3 separate regions of the Mus musculus genome follow, and all the other regions are linked to region 3. The links are chromatin contacts, called in public HiChIP or PLAC-seq and promoter capture Hi-C maps. All regions are on one chromosome and are shown on one strand. Each heading gives the region's core, a stretch centred on a gene start, on an enhancer-like site or on the middle of the called end of the contact. The rest is flanking DNA. Distances are from core to core; before and after follow the strand shown.

Region 1 (4,475 bases), core at 993-3,492, 1.0 Mb before region 3:
ATCGTTTGGGAGAGGCGGGGCAAAGGTCCAGCGGTCCAGGCGAGGGTCATAACGCTCCACTGTATTCAAACACTCACCTCCAATGGCATAGAGGTGCCCCTCCAGGGCCACCAGCCGGCAGTGAGGCCGAGCCTGGTTCAGTGGGCACACCTCACTCCAGATTGCCGTCAGGGGGTTGTAGCAGAAGACGCGGTTGGAGGGTTGGCCCCCAGGTTCCTGGCAGCCAGACACCACAAACAGATAATTGAATAGGGTACAGAGTGCACAACCCCGGGACATGGCTTCCGGGGGCAGCTGGGCCAGAGGGTGCCAAGCATCCTGCACATTGTCATAGCAACAGAGGCGGCCACTATCATCCTGGGGACACATGTCTGCCACCACCAGGCGCTTGTGGCCACGGAACCTGCGCTGGAGAATCAGCTCCCGCTCTGCTCCGCTCAGGCCCCCATAGATGTCTGGGCTGCGGAGGACCTGAAGGTAGTTATCACTCAATACCTTGTAGGCTGCCTCCTTCAGGGTCTCTAGGCCCTGCCTCTTGGCCAAGGTCAGCATCTCATAGCAGTTGCCCAGGTCCAGGCGGACATCCAGAGCTGAAGCCGGGGTGAGCGGGATGTGGAAGAAATTGGTCCCAGCTACAAGCTGCACGTGGGGCTCCCCGTGGCTGCAGGCTGAGCTGAGTTGGGCTCTCTGGTCCAGGTGGGCAGGAAGGGGCATCCTGAAGCCTTCAGGCTGCAGTTGGAGCTCTGGGTTCTCAGCGATCTGCAGGAGGCTCACCTTTCTGCTGAAGCCCGGTGCAGATGGGGATGCCACAGGCTGTGGGGATGCTGCTTCAGATGCACCACCACCGGCTGTGTTAGCGGCTTCGTCTCTGGAGGCTGCTCCAGTGACAAGGGGCTCTGGTCCAGGCCCAGGGGATGGAGCATCAGCCAGAGCTGCTGGGCAGGGGACTGGCCTGGAGTCAGCCTTCGACGTGGACTCCACGAAATAGTCATATACTCTGCCCTTCAGCCCTGGTCCCTCTGCCTTTTGTATAATATTCTCCTCCATCCGGATCCGGGCCACAGATGAGAAAGTATGGGAGGCGTTGGTGGCTCCTTCCTGCTGCTGCGTGGCCAAGCCCATGTCTGCAGCAGCCTGGAGGACCCCGGCCTCTCCCCTGCTGACCCCTGTCATGTGGGTGAAGATCCAACTCTGGTTCATGTCACCATTGACCAGTGTAAGATCAGTCCAACCGTTGGGGGCTTCCAGGTCCCCAGATCCTGTTTCCTCTGGGGGTCTGCTGTCTGGCCATGGAGAGAGCTTGTCACCCACACAGCTGCCACCCACTCCTGGGATAAGTCTGCCTGAGGAGCTCGTAGGTTCACAGCCTGAATGAGGGAGGTGGGGAGGGTTGGGCTTACCTCTAACATCTGTTCCGGCTTCCTGGCCACCACAGGGAGGAGGCACCTGCTGAGAGTCTGGACACTGCCTGCCCTGACTTTCATCAGAGCCTTTTCTTGTGGCCTCTTCAGACCTGGAAATGTCCAGGATGCAGGGGTCTTCTGGATCCACCAAGCTGTAGTCCAGTGAGGTCCCAGCCCCCTTGCTGGCCTTCCTGCGTCTTCGACCCCTTGGCAGGGTCCCCGGTGGAGCCTCCTGGAAGGCAAGTTGTCCCAAGGCCTCTGTTTCATTTTCTGCTTTGTGGTCCTTGTTGTTTCTCCCTGCCTGCCCGACTGGGGCAGGTCTGGACTTGTAGAGTTTGTAAGCCGCAGTTACCAGGAGCAGCGCAGCTGCGGACAGCACCACCTTGCTGGGCAGCTGCATGTCCAAATGCCAGTCCTGGCCCTCTGCTCCTTCTCCAGTGGGGAGCATGCTGGCCAGGGACAGAGGAATGCCAAGAATCCGATTAATGATTGCCCAATAGGGACCAGTTCCTGGATCCTGCTGTGGAGTGGGAGGGAGTCCCTAGCCGGATCTGGCCAGCGGTTGCTGGAGCAGAGGTGACTTTGAGTCCACTGAGTCGGCAATGGGGCAGGGGATGGCTAAGGTTGCAGCTGGCCTCTTTGGATCCTTGCCTGAAAGGAGGGAGGGTCCCGACTGGAGGGGCCCGAGCTTCAGATCAGTCACCTGCAGCCCCTGGTGGGAGGGAGTGTCCAACAGGGATTCAAAGAGGAAGGAATCTCTGAGCAGAACTGTCACCAGATGCCTAGAAGCCACACTGTTGGTCTGTGTGTGAGGGTGTTTATTTTCTCTTTTGCAAATCCTTAGGTTGGAAGCTTGGGGCAGCTTTTGCCTTGGTTCCCGGAGCAGGTGGAGCCACAGTTAACAGGCGTATGGGGATGGCCTTGGCCCTAACTGAGGGGTCAGCTTTTAACCAGCCAAGCAATGAAACAGTGAGGACGCTGGGCCTGGGCTGGCGGCCAAGCCACCTGACTGGGCCCTTGGCTGCCTCTGCCCTCCTCCTCTACTCAACAAGTTGAAGAGAAACTAGCTTTGCTGAAGCAGCCAGGAAATACAAGACCTTAGCACCCAGACAAAATGAGACCTTAGAGACCCTGCCTCCTCTTCATGATGAGCCAACCTCATAGGAAAAGAGGCCTGTGGAGGAGTGACTCCTCACAACCCCCAACCCACATCAGCACTGTGGACCCCAGACTCAAATCTGCCGTTCACCAGCTGTGTGACCTTGGGCAAGTAACTTTACTTCTCTGTGCCTGCCTGAAAAGTGGCGAGAGACAGAGGGTGACCGCATCATTAGCTCATCAGGTAGAGTAGTCAACATGCATGAAGCCCCATGTTGTTGCTAAAGCTCAGCAAGGCTTGGCTGTTTTTATCTCCCCCATGTGCAGGTTTTTTTACTGGTTCTCAAGGGTGGGTGCTGAGGTCACAGTTTTAAGGGAGGTAAAGTCACTGAGCAAGAGTGGGGGCCCAGGCCTGCTCTGGGTAAGCCTCCATCTGTGCCCAGGATTCAGGTCCTCAGCTGCCGAGATGCCCAACGCACACGCTCCACTTTTTAAAGGTTGTCTTCAGGTTGCAAAGTGAAAGGACGATCCAATTTGAAGGCCCAGGAACTTGGTTCTGAGGGTTCTGGCCTTGGGAAAACTCTAAACTTTTTTGTTATATTTGTGTGTGTGTGTGTGTGTGTGTGTGTGTGTGTGTGTGTGTGTGTGTGTGTGTGTGTGTGTGTGTGTGTGCAAGTGCATGTGTGGGTAATACACATAGGCACATGTGACATCAGAGGACAGCCCAAGGATTCTGTTCTCCTTCTGCCGTGCAAATCCTGAGGGTTGAACTCAGGCCACCTTGCTTGACTGGAGTGTCATCTTGCTGGCCTCCTGGGATCCCCTTAGGAGGTCCTTATGTGTGTGAGCCTCCACCCAACAGCCTCAGTTTACCCTTCTGCATGTGGCAGTCTAGTGTGCCCTACTTTGTTGACTCCTGCAGGCCAGGCCTCCTTATCTTTGCCGGTGGGGATCTTTCCAGCCGTCTAGGTCCAGTCAAACTCCAAACCTCCCTGGGCCCTGTACTGGCTAGTTTTGTGTCAACTTGACACAGGCTGGAGTTATCACAGAGAAAGGAAGGAGCTTCAGTTGAGGAAATGCCTCCATGAGATCCAGCTGTAAGGCATTTTCTCAATTAGTGATCAAGGGGGGAGGTCCCCTTGTGGGTGGGACCATCTCTGGGCTGGTAGTCTTGGGTTCTATAAGAAAGCAGGCTGAGCAAGCCAGGGGAGGCAAGCCAGTAAGGAACATCCCTCCATGGCCTCTGCATCAGCTCCTGCTTCCTGACCTGCTTGAGTTCCAGTCCTGACTTCCTTTGGTGATGAACAGCAACATGGAAGTGTAAGCCGAATAAACCCTTTCCTCCCCAACTTACTTCTTGGTCATGATGTTTGTGCAGGAATAGAAACCCTGACTAAGACAGGCCCCTTCCATGGCCGCCTTCCTGAGTTCCTTGCCCTTTCAAACCAGCTTCTCCTTCTCCAGTCTCTTCTTTCAGCCCTTCTTCCAATCCTTACTACTTGCTTATAACCAAAGGCCCTGGGCAAGAACTGCAGGACTGACTCCTAGCCGACCTGGATAATACAGGCTGGAGCCGGTAAGGGAGGGGATGTCAGCTGAGTCAGGTGGGCTGCTGGGCACAGCGGATGCTCACAGACCCCTCTGGGAACCCTAAAATGGAGGTCCCCACCTCTCAAGAGTCTGCGTGTTAATGTTTGAAATGTGGCTTTATCCTTCCTCTGTTACAGGGAGGCCACCAGAGCAGAGAATGCAGCCAAGGGAAGGGAGTTTGTGGTCCTCAAGTGGAGGGGGAGTGTCTACTCTGGGGGGTTTCCAGGAAGGTCAGAGCATGGAGGGGGAAGGGGAAGCTAACCATTGCAAAGCTGGAAGATCAGAAGTCAGGATTCATACAGAGAAGCGCAGAAGGCAGACTGCAGGCTCTGGGGTCCCTGGGGGCAGGCAGTGTCTCCATGGCAGAGTATTAGGATTCTAGCT
Region 2 (4,521 bases), core at 853-3,352, 1.6 Mb before region 3:
TGGCAGTTTTTGTTAAAGAAACTAAAAACCAAGAAAAAGAGATGGTGGCAACTGTGAGTGTGGATGCTCTGGAGACTAATTCTGCTTCCCTCTTTGGAGGCTTGGCTAAACTAAGCCAGTGTGACAGAGGCAGCAATGGACAGTCATTCCTGGCATTCAAGGCTGACAGAGCGTTTGCTTTCCTAGCAATCTTGGACCCTAAGATCCCTAAATACATCCCCTGCCATAAACAAAGTGCCCTTAGTTCCTTGGGCCGACTGTTGCATTTATTGCAGTATTACCATACTCAATATTCCTGCGGATAGAGCGCTGTCTGTGGGATTCCCAACCTGCTGGCCAAGGTGGGGCTATGGAATGACAGGGACCAACTCTTCCTTTTGTAAAAACCACAATCTTGCTACAAAGCTGTTTAGGCTGGCCTTAAACTCAAGATACAGTTCCTTACTTCTGTCTCCTAAGTGGAGGGATTCCAGGCATGTACCACGTCATCCTGTTGGGACCTTATCTTTCCTATTCTGTTATATACCTACACTTCATTTTTGTAATCTGAACCCAAGACTACAGCAACGCTGGGGAGAGGGCAGATGGGGGACACAACCTCTACTGAAAAGTGACCCAGGCTCTATCTGTCCTACTCCCAAGAGTTCCCGGCCTTTGCTTACATCTGTCCAGGGCTCCTTCCAGACCCTAACGACTCTATAAGAACTTACTAAAACATCAGCTATAATGCCCTGGGTGTCCCCAGGAGCCGATATGGCCCATTCATCTACCCTGCCTGCCACTCACAGTCCCTCTTTACAAGGCACACAGTCACACCCAGCCAGTCATTCCCGGACTCTCCACCGCTAGGATTCTGGTGCGACTTAGCATGCTGCAGGTGGTTGCTGGCCTTGCTGCCTTCATATTCTCTGTGCTATCAAGGGACCCTTTCAAAGCAAAGCCACACCAAAGGCTGGGTCTTTTCCTCTAAGCCCACTTTGTTCACTATGGCCACACTGGCTGTCCCACAATATGTTAATCACACCACAGACCCCTTTCATTTTGTGTTCCCTCTATTCCAAACGACCTTCTCTAACCGCTGAGAGTTTTCCTGACAACATTATGCAAAACACTATCACTCCCACCTGCTCCATACTCCACTTGGACTACCTGACACATTATACTGACTTGACAGGGGTATAGGAGACAGACAGACAGACACACACCCCTAACTAAGGTGGTGAGTCTGATGAAGCCGGACCCTTTTTGTTCAACTGTCTTGTCTTCTAACACCCACAAAAGCGCCAGCCCGCTAGCTTGATGTAGTGGCTCAGTATGGAATCCTAGTATTTGGGGCCAAGGCAGACAGTTGGAAGAGTTCAAGGCCCCAGCAATAAATAGACAAACAAAACATGCAGTAGTCGAAACTGTAAAACCCCTATTTTCTTGAGATAATGAGACCGTCCTAAGCAAATCTGAGCTACATCGTCAAGATCCTCTCTCAAACACACACGGTCGCTCGCACATGCCAGGGGATGTAGACCAGTGCTATGTGGGTAGTGTTTGCCTAACAAGAGCGTACTTGGTTTAGTGATGCTGCCTGTAATTCCAGCAATCGGGAGGTAGAAGCAGCAAGGTTAGTTGTGTAAGACTATCCTGGTTGGCAAGTTCGAGGAGAGCCTGGGCTATGCGACTGCTGTCGGCCCGGACCAGTTTCCAGCTCTCTCGCTATCTCGGCCGGCCGAGCCTCTCGGAGAGGCCCCGGCGTCTCACCCGCGTCCCCCTCGCCCCCTTGACGCAGGCCCCCCGAACCTACCTTTCTTGTCTCGCTTGGATTTGGGCATCGCGGCAAAGGCACGTGCGGCGGAAGACTGGGCGGCCGGTTAGGACCCGGCTGCCGCGGGGGCTTATGGGACGGCGCTCGGGGCTGCCCCTCGCGTGTGCCTGAACTGTGGCGAGCCCTCTCTTCCCCGCCTGCGCTCCGCCCAGTGTCCTGAAGGCCACTTCTCTGCCCAGGTCCCGGGTCCCTCCAGTCCCGGCGGCTTCCGAGTCCCGAGCACTCCACCAAGTCCCTCGCGAACCGGTTCCTCTCTATGGCTCTGCGGAGGGAGGGGCTTGAGGCCCGGTGCATGCCGGGCTGGCGGCAGGCGGTGCTTGGGCTTCAATCATGGCGGTCGCGGTGGCGTCTGGGTTCTGGATCTGGGCTGCTGTGCTGCTCGTCCCTGCGGCCGCGGTCTACGAAGACCAAGTGGGCAAGTTTGACTGGTGCGTACAGGTGACGCTTCTCCAGGACGTCGGTGTTTGCTTCCTCAGCATCTGTCTCCCTCCTGCTAATCTGAAGGAGATTTGCTATGGAGCCGAACCCAGACTATAACTTAACGGGGGTGCGGGAGGGTGCTTTCAGGGAGAAGTGAATGAATGAATGAATGCTGCACCCTGTGCAGAATGACAATGTGAGAGTCTCCTCTTCAGATATGAAGAGTCGTAAGATGTCAACCCAAGAGCTTTATGTTAAGCATGGAGGGAGCTCTTTAAGCCGCCCTGTGTGTGACGGTGCAGATTGCTCCGCAGTGAAGGCAGGCTTTAAGGGTTTTGGTCAGAGGTCACTAGTTCCCTCCTTTCCTGTCATGTCCGATTTTGTGGCTGTCAGGTTTGTGATCTTCTGGGTCCCAGGTCACTAGCCCCAGTGAACTTTAAGCCTGAAACTAGCTGGTGTCACTTAGTCCACTTGTCTCACAAGTTCTAAAGTGAGCCTTTTCCTCTGAGGGACTCTCTGGGTGCAGTGTGGCCTCTCCCTCTCCAAACTGACATTCGTTCGCTCACCCCTTCCTTCTGACTGTGCTTATTTCAGATTGAATAAGCATTTGGCTACTTATCAGTTGTATGCTTCTGGGGAAATTGACAGACAACTAACACACACACACACACACACACATACATATGTATTTTTTTTAAAGGTGTTCATTTTGGGTCCTGGTCCCAACAATCATTAGCCTATCTGGACTTTGGTGGCTCACAGCCATCTGTAATGGGATCTGATGCCCTTTTCTGGTGTGTCTGAAGACAGTGACAGTGTACTCACATACATAAAATAAATAAATAAATCTTAAAACAAAACCAAACCCCAAAGCCGGGCGTGGTGGCGCACGCCTTTAATCCCAGCACTCGGGAGGCAGAGGCAGGTGGATTTCTGAGTTCGAGGCCAGCTTGGTCTACAAAGTGAGTGCCAGGACAGCCAGGGCTACACACAGAGAAACCCTGTCTCGAAAAACCAAAAAAAAAAAATCAAACCCCAGAAGCTCCTTTAAAACAAACTAGGCTAAATAACACAGTGGTCTAAATGAGAGATGTCATCTAAATGCCAGGCTCAATCAGTGTGCCTCAGACAGCAGCATTTCCCCATTGCAACAGTGTGCAAGCCGTGCCCCTGGAAGTCTGTTGCCGCTAAAAATTAATTAGGCCGAGGACTCTGGGGTGTTGCCTGAGTAGGTAGGTGTTACATTTAGCTGGCAGACTGGTATTGTCTCCCATGTATATGGTGGCAGTTCTCTCCTGCCTTCTTTTGCTTCTGAGTACGTTGCACAGAACTCTTGCGTATGCTCGGAGCTCTTCATTAGCACGCACTTCTTGCGTGTGCTGAGGGAGATGTGCTGGTGTGAGGCAGCAGTTTGTCTTCGTGCCCTGACGTTCCCCTGCACTGGTCCTCAGGAGACAGCAGTATGTTGGGAAGATCAAGTTTGCCTCCTTGGAGTTTTCCCCTGGATCCAAGAAGTTGGTTGTGGCCACAGAGAAGAATGTGATTGCGGCGTTAAATTCTCGGACTGGAGAGATCTGTGAGTGAACTGCGGAGACCAGAGGCTTCTGGGAAGGAAGCTGACTGGGTGCATCTGAGCGACCCGTGGCTTGCCTTCTTTTTATGTTCTCTAGTCTTGTTGTCTTTCACTGGGTAAATTTGTCGCACTGCCTTTGTAATTCCTTCCCTCTGTCCTGAAGGCCTTTAAGATAGCACTGCAAGCCGGGCGTGGTGGCACACGCCTTTAATCCCAGCACTCGGGAGGCAGAGGCAGGTGGATTTCTGAGTTCGAGGCCAGTCTGGTCTACAGAGTGAGTTCCAGGACAGCCAGGGCTACACAGAGAAAGCCTGTCTCGAAAAAAACAAAAAACAAACAAACAAACAAAGATAGCACTGCAGAAGCTACATTCTATCCTGTTTTGCAGTGAAGCCTTAGCCGACTACCCTTGAATTATCCCTGCTGCTGGGATTGTTTGTTAGATAATGCTGTGCAAATGAAGGCCTCAGCCCCTTCCTGGTCACAGTGGCTCTGGCTCGAAGCAATGTCTGACTTTCTTATCTCTCAGTGTGGCGCCATGTTGACAAAGGCACAGCAGAAGGAGCTGTGGATGCCATGCTGGTCCATGGACAAGGTAAGCAAAAGGTCTCCATTGTAGGCTCAGCCCCGACTCCCATTTCTGGGTTCTTTGCTTAGTGTGGGTCTGACGGGGAAGGGAGGAGAGGTACTTCTGACAGCGAAGGAAGCAGGG
Region 3 (4,378 bases), core at 1,434-3,933:
TTATTACAGAGAGGAGAGACTGAGAGAGGAAAAGTGACCTTTACCCCAGCCCCTGGGGGACAGAGGCAGGAAGATCTCTAGGGGTCCAAGGCTAGTCAAGGGTACATAGCTAGTCCTTGTCCCAATAAATAAATCAAAAAGTGTTCTCATCGCTGGACAGGAACTGATGCTCCAGCACCCTCTCAGGCCCCAGGCCAGCCGCTTTATTTATTACACTGCCCCTCTGGGGGGATCTGTGTCAGTCAGGTCCAGACTAAAACCACCACCTCTAGGCTACCCAGGCATCTGGGTTTCCTGGGAAGGTCACCCTCTAGGAATTGAGGTGGAAGTGGGGAAGGAGAGAGACAACTGGTCCCTACTGACAATCTCATCTACTAATGAATGAAGTCTCACCTGACCTAGTGACGCCAGTCCCACGCCACACATGGCCAATAGGAATGCCCCCCAACCTGCTCCACCAGCGGCTGCCCCAGCTCAGTATTAAATGGCTCCACTGTTCTCCAGCCACTGAAGCCAAACCTCTGGGCATGTCTGAGCCTCACATTTCCACACCCACATATCTGGTCAACAAGTCCTGTGCACATGGCCAGGTTCCTGGAGGTTGCGCTGTCAAGGCGTCCCACTGTCCCCATAAAGGGATTCCCCCCGCCCCCATCATAGCTCTGCACACTTCTTGACTTTCTGCAGTCTGTTGTTTAGCTTGAGTGTCCTTGTGTCACTTTCCAGTAGTCCCCACTGGACAGGACCTGATGGTCCAGCTCCTGGAACTCAGCCTGACTCGCCTTGAGTTCACAGGGATACTGTGATGCTGAAGGTGTGGGCCCAGGACTATTCCAGCCGCAACTTTCCCTGGCTTACTCCAGGTCTCTCATACACCCTCTGCCTCAGTTCAGAGGTCATTGATCCTGGGGCCGGGGGACACCCTAGCTGTGTCAGTCACTATGGGATAGTGTAGTGAATGCTGTAGATGGGTATCCTAGGCTTTCCTGGGTCTTTATTTGTCTCACCTGTGCAGGGGTATGTGCGGACCATGCTTCCGGGTTTCTGGGCTAGGTCCTACCTCCCTTTAGCCTCCTGCGCATCATCACAGCCAACCTGTATGGAGCACCTTTCTGGCCATATCTGACCATGGGAGTCTATGGCAAGTGTGACCTTCTCCTGATATCTACCCAGTAGTATCAGGCTTTAGATGAGTGCTCTTATGCAGCACGTACAACAAGCCGTCACTGCTGCTATTTGTCATTGTACAGGTCAGAAAAAGCTGTCCCGGGGCTGGGGAGATGGCTCAGTGGATAAGAGCATGGGCGGTAGCCGGGCAGTGGTGGCGTACGCCTTTAATCCCAGCACTTGGGAGGCAGAGGCAGGTGGATTTCTGAGTTCGAGGCCAGCCTGGTCTACAAAGTGAGTTCCAGGACAGCCAAGAAGATACAGAGAAACCCTGTATCGAAAAACCAAAAAAAAAAAAAAAAAAAGAGCATGAGTGGCTCTTCCAAAGATCCTGGGTTCAATTCCCAGCACCCACATGGCAGCTCATAGCTGCCTGTAACGCCAGTTCCAGAGGATCCAACACCCTCACACAGACACGCATGCAGTCAAACACCAAGGCACGTGAAAAGAAATAAAATTTAAAAAAAAAAAATAGGTCCAAACCCAGTAATATGGCTCAGGGGGTAAAGGTGTTTGCTGGGGACTTAAGGTCAATTCCTAGGCACCCACAGAAAGAATATGACTGACTCTTGAAGACTGTTCTCTGATGTGCTATTGTGCATACATGCACCACCACCACCACCACACACACACACACACACACACACACACACACACACACACACACACACACACACACAATTAGAATTAATAGTGCTGTTTTGTTTTGTTTTGAAGAAAAGGAGACCCAGGGAGGTTAGCTTACACATCTACAGTCACACAGCCTGGAAGAGACAGGGGCAGGCTTGAACCTGCACGCGTAAGGTGCAGTGCTGAGGGGTGCGCCTGAGGCTGTGGTCGCGGACAGGACACTTTCTCCTCTTCCACCTCTGTCTCCCAGTATGGCCCCCCTGTTTGTCTGCCAGCAGCCTATCCGTGTGCCTGTCTTTTTGTCTGTCCTGTCTCCCAGCATATCGGTTTTCCGTTTGTCTGTTCTGTCTGGAGACTGTCCCACCTGTGTCTTCCAACCTCTCCCTCCCACTCTGCCTGCCTATTTGATGTTTGTCTGTCCGCCTGTTTCCTGTATTATTGTTGTTCTATATGGAGGCTGTTCCAATGGGGTGTCCCAACGTTCCTTTCTGTTTGTTTGTCTGTCACCTCTCTACCTCTTTGTCTGTTGTCTGCCTGGTGCCCCCCCCCCCGCCCCTTTCTGTCAAGCCGGTCCACTTGTGTCTTCCCAGCATCGCCCTCTGTCTGCCTGTATGTCTGCCTACCTGTCTCGCAGCCTGTCCTTTTCCGTCTATCTCTTTTGTCTGGGGACTGTCCCGTCCACATTCCCTTGCTTCCCATCTCTTCCCTCCTCTCCCCATCCCCCGACTCGCGCCTCCACCCACGCTGCCCACAGCATCAAGATCTCAGCGAGCTCCGGACAGAGGCCAGACTGGGAACTACAAGTCCCGGCAGCCCGCGCGGCAGCGACGGACGCAGGCGCCGTGGAGGGGCGGGGCTTGACGGCCGCAGACTGCGGCACAGTTCCAGTCGCCGTCGCGTCTTGCAGGTGCTGCCCAGCCCGGCCCCTCCGCGGATCGCCGCAACCGGCGCCCCCCGACCGTGCCCCGGGGCCTCGCACGCCGAGCCCAGGCCGCGGGCCACAGCGGCCGGCGATGAGCGCGAGGAGCCGAAATGAGCGCAGGTGAGCGGCGGCCCGGCCCTCCCTTCGGGTCTCATCCCCAGGCCCCCAGAGACAGATTTAGGTTGCCGCTGCGCTCACCCTAGGGCCGGGGGTTCCTGCCCTCCCCATCCCCTCTGAATGCATTCGACCCTGAGTGACAGGTCCCAGTGATGGACGCGGTGCACCGCCGTGGGTCCTCTGTGCAGCACCCATATGTGCTACATGAACAGGATTAGGGAAGCCAGCTCTCTGCCGAGGCACAAATGCACTCCTGACCTACACAGAAAGCTTGCCAGTGGCCACATCCAAGGACCATATCCTGCATGCCCCCCCCCCATGCCAGAATGAGTGTCTTAGGCTGAAACCAAAATCCCACCAGATGCAGATGGTCTGCTAACCTCCGGGTGCTAGCATGTCTCTGTCTAGCCCAGTCCCCAACTTCCATCCGACAGTGTCTTAGGTGAGGAATGGAAAACAATAGGGGGCTACAATTCAACTTGTGATAAGAACAACGTCTTCCCCTTATGCACCAGACCCCTGACTCTGCACTTGAGCAAAGTCTCTAGCGTCTAGCATAGCACCTAGAATCTACATAAAGACCTCCTAGGCGCACACCCTCCCAGCTTGAGGGAAGCCATGAGCTCATGGCCATGGGGGAGCCACCAGAAGTAGATGCTGGTGCCCTGGGCCACTGATAGATTAGCAGCCGGAAGCTGGGTCTTCCGCAGGAAATAAGAGGTTCCCAAATGGCTTTGACTCCCACCCCTCAGCTCTACGGTGCTGGTGTGGCTGCCCCAGGGCTGGGAACTGGGCTCAAGCCTCGTCTCTGCCATGCGTGTCTTTATGTTGGTCTTTCATTCTTGGCCTGCCTTTTCTTGGGCTTTGTGTTTGGGTTTCTGGCTGAGTGCTGAGAAGGGTGTCAAACCTGGACCTTTTGCTCTACTGGAGCTATATTGTAATTTTGTTGTTGTTGTTGTTGTTGTTGTTTTGTTTTTTGAGATAGGGTTTCTCTCTGTAGCCCTGGCTGTTCTGGAACTCACTTTGTAGACCAGGCTGGCCTCGAACTCAGAAATCCGCCTGCCTCTGCCTCCCCAGTGCTGGGATTAAAGGCATGTGCCACCACACCCGGTGCAATCTTTGCATTATATTATTTAATCTTTTAAAGATTTGTTTTTAAAATGTTTGTGTGTGTATGTGTGTGTGTGGCTTTGAGGGGATTACAGAAGGTTGTGAATGCTGAAAAGCAAACTCATGTCCTCTAGGAGAGCTGACTGTACTCTTAACTGCTGAGGTAACTCTCCAGCCCCTATTATTTTTATTGTTTGAGATTGGGGTGTCATGTAGCCCAGGCTGGCCTCAAATCCAATACTTAGTCGTGGATGACCTTGGACTAATCCTGTTTGCATGTCTTCAGTGCTGGTATTACAGTCATGGGCCACTAAACCTAGCTCTCATTTTAAATCTGTGATCATTTTTATTACTATTTCCTGTGCACACATACTTTTGTCCCAGCCTGTGTGTGTCAGTCCGAGGACTTTTCCACCCCGACTCCCTGCTTGG

What was found. Promoter capture Hi-C pulls out the DNA fragments that hold promoters and counts their contacts. HiChIP or PLAC-seq counts read pairs in DNA pulled down with a chosen protein or histone mark.
Region 1: an HNF4G HiChIP or PLAC-seq map of pancreatic cancer cells shows a contact between it and region 3. The contact joins the promoter of Klhdc7a here to the promoter of Atp13a2 in region 3.
Region 2: a contact with region 3 is called in a promoter capture Hi-C map of liver, with 2.7 times the contacts expected there. The contact joins the promoter of Mrto4 here to the promoter of Atp13a2 in region 3. A contact is called at or near these places in 1 of 39 promoter capture datasets (liver) and 1 of 484 Hi-C or Micro-C datasets (B cells).

What each region holds. Positions count from the first base shown.
Region 1 is chr4:139,965,784-139,970,258 of GRCm38.p6, forward strand. It overlaps Klhdc7a (kelch domain containing 7A), which reads right to left and starts at 2,243. Exons shown (of 1, transcript NM_173427.2): 1 at 1-2,243. The coding sequence starts at 1,851. It overlaps Mir2139 (microRNA 2139), which reads right to left and starts at 1,837; the gene lies at 1,743-1,837.
Region 2 is chr4:139,350,474-139,354,994 of GRCm38.p6, forward strand. It overlaps Mrto4 (mRNA turnover 4, ribosome maturation factor), which reads right to left and starts at 2,103. Exons shown (of 8, transcript NM_001290810.1): 1 at 1,796-2,103; 2 at 1-21. The coding sequence starts at 1,823. Emc1 (ER membrane protein complex subunit 1) reads left to right here and starts at 2,114. Exons shown (of 24, transcript NM_146157.4): 1 at 2,114-2,244; 2 at 3,688-3,812; 3 at 4,339-4,404. The coding sequence starts at 2,147.
Region 3 is chr4:140,984,238-140,988,615 of GRCm38.p6, forward strand. Atp13a2 (ATPase type 13A2) reads left to right here and starts at 2,684. Exons shown (of 29, transcript NM_029097.3): 1 at 2,684-2,839. The coding sequence starts at 2,830.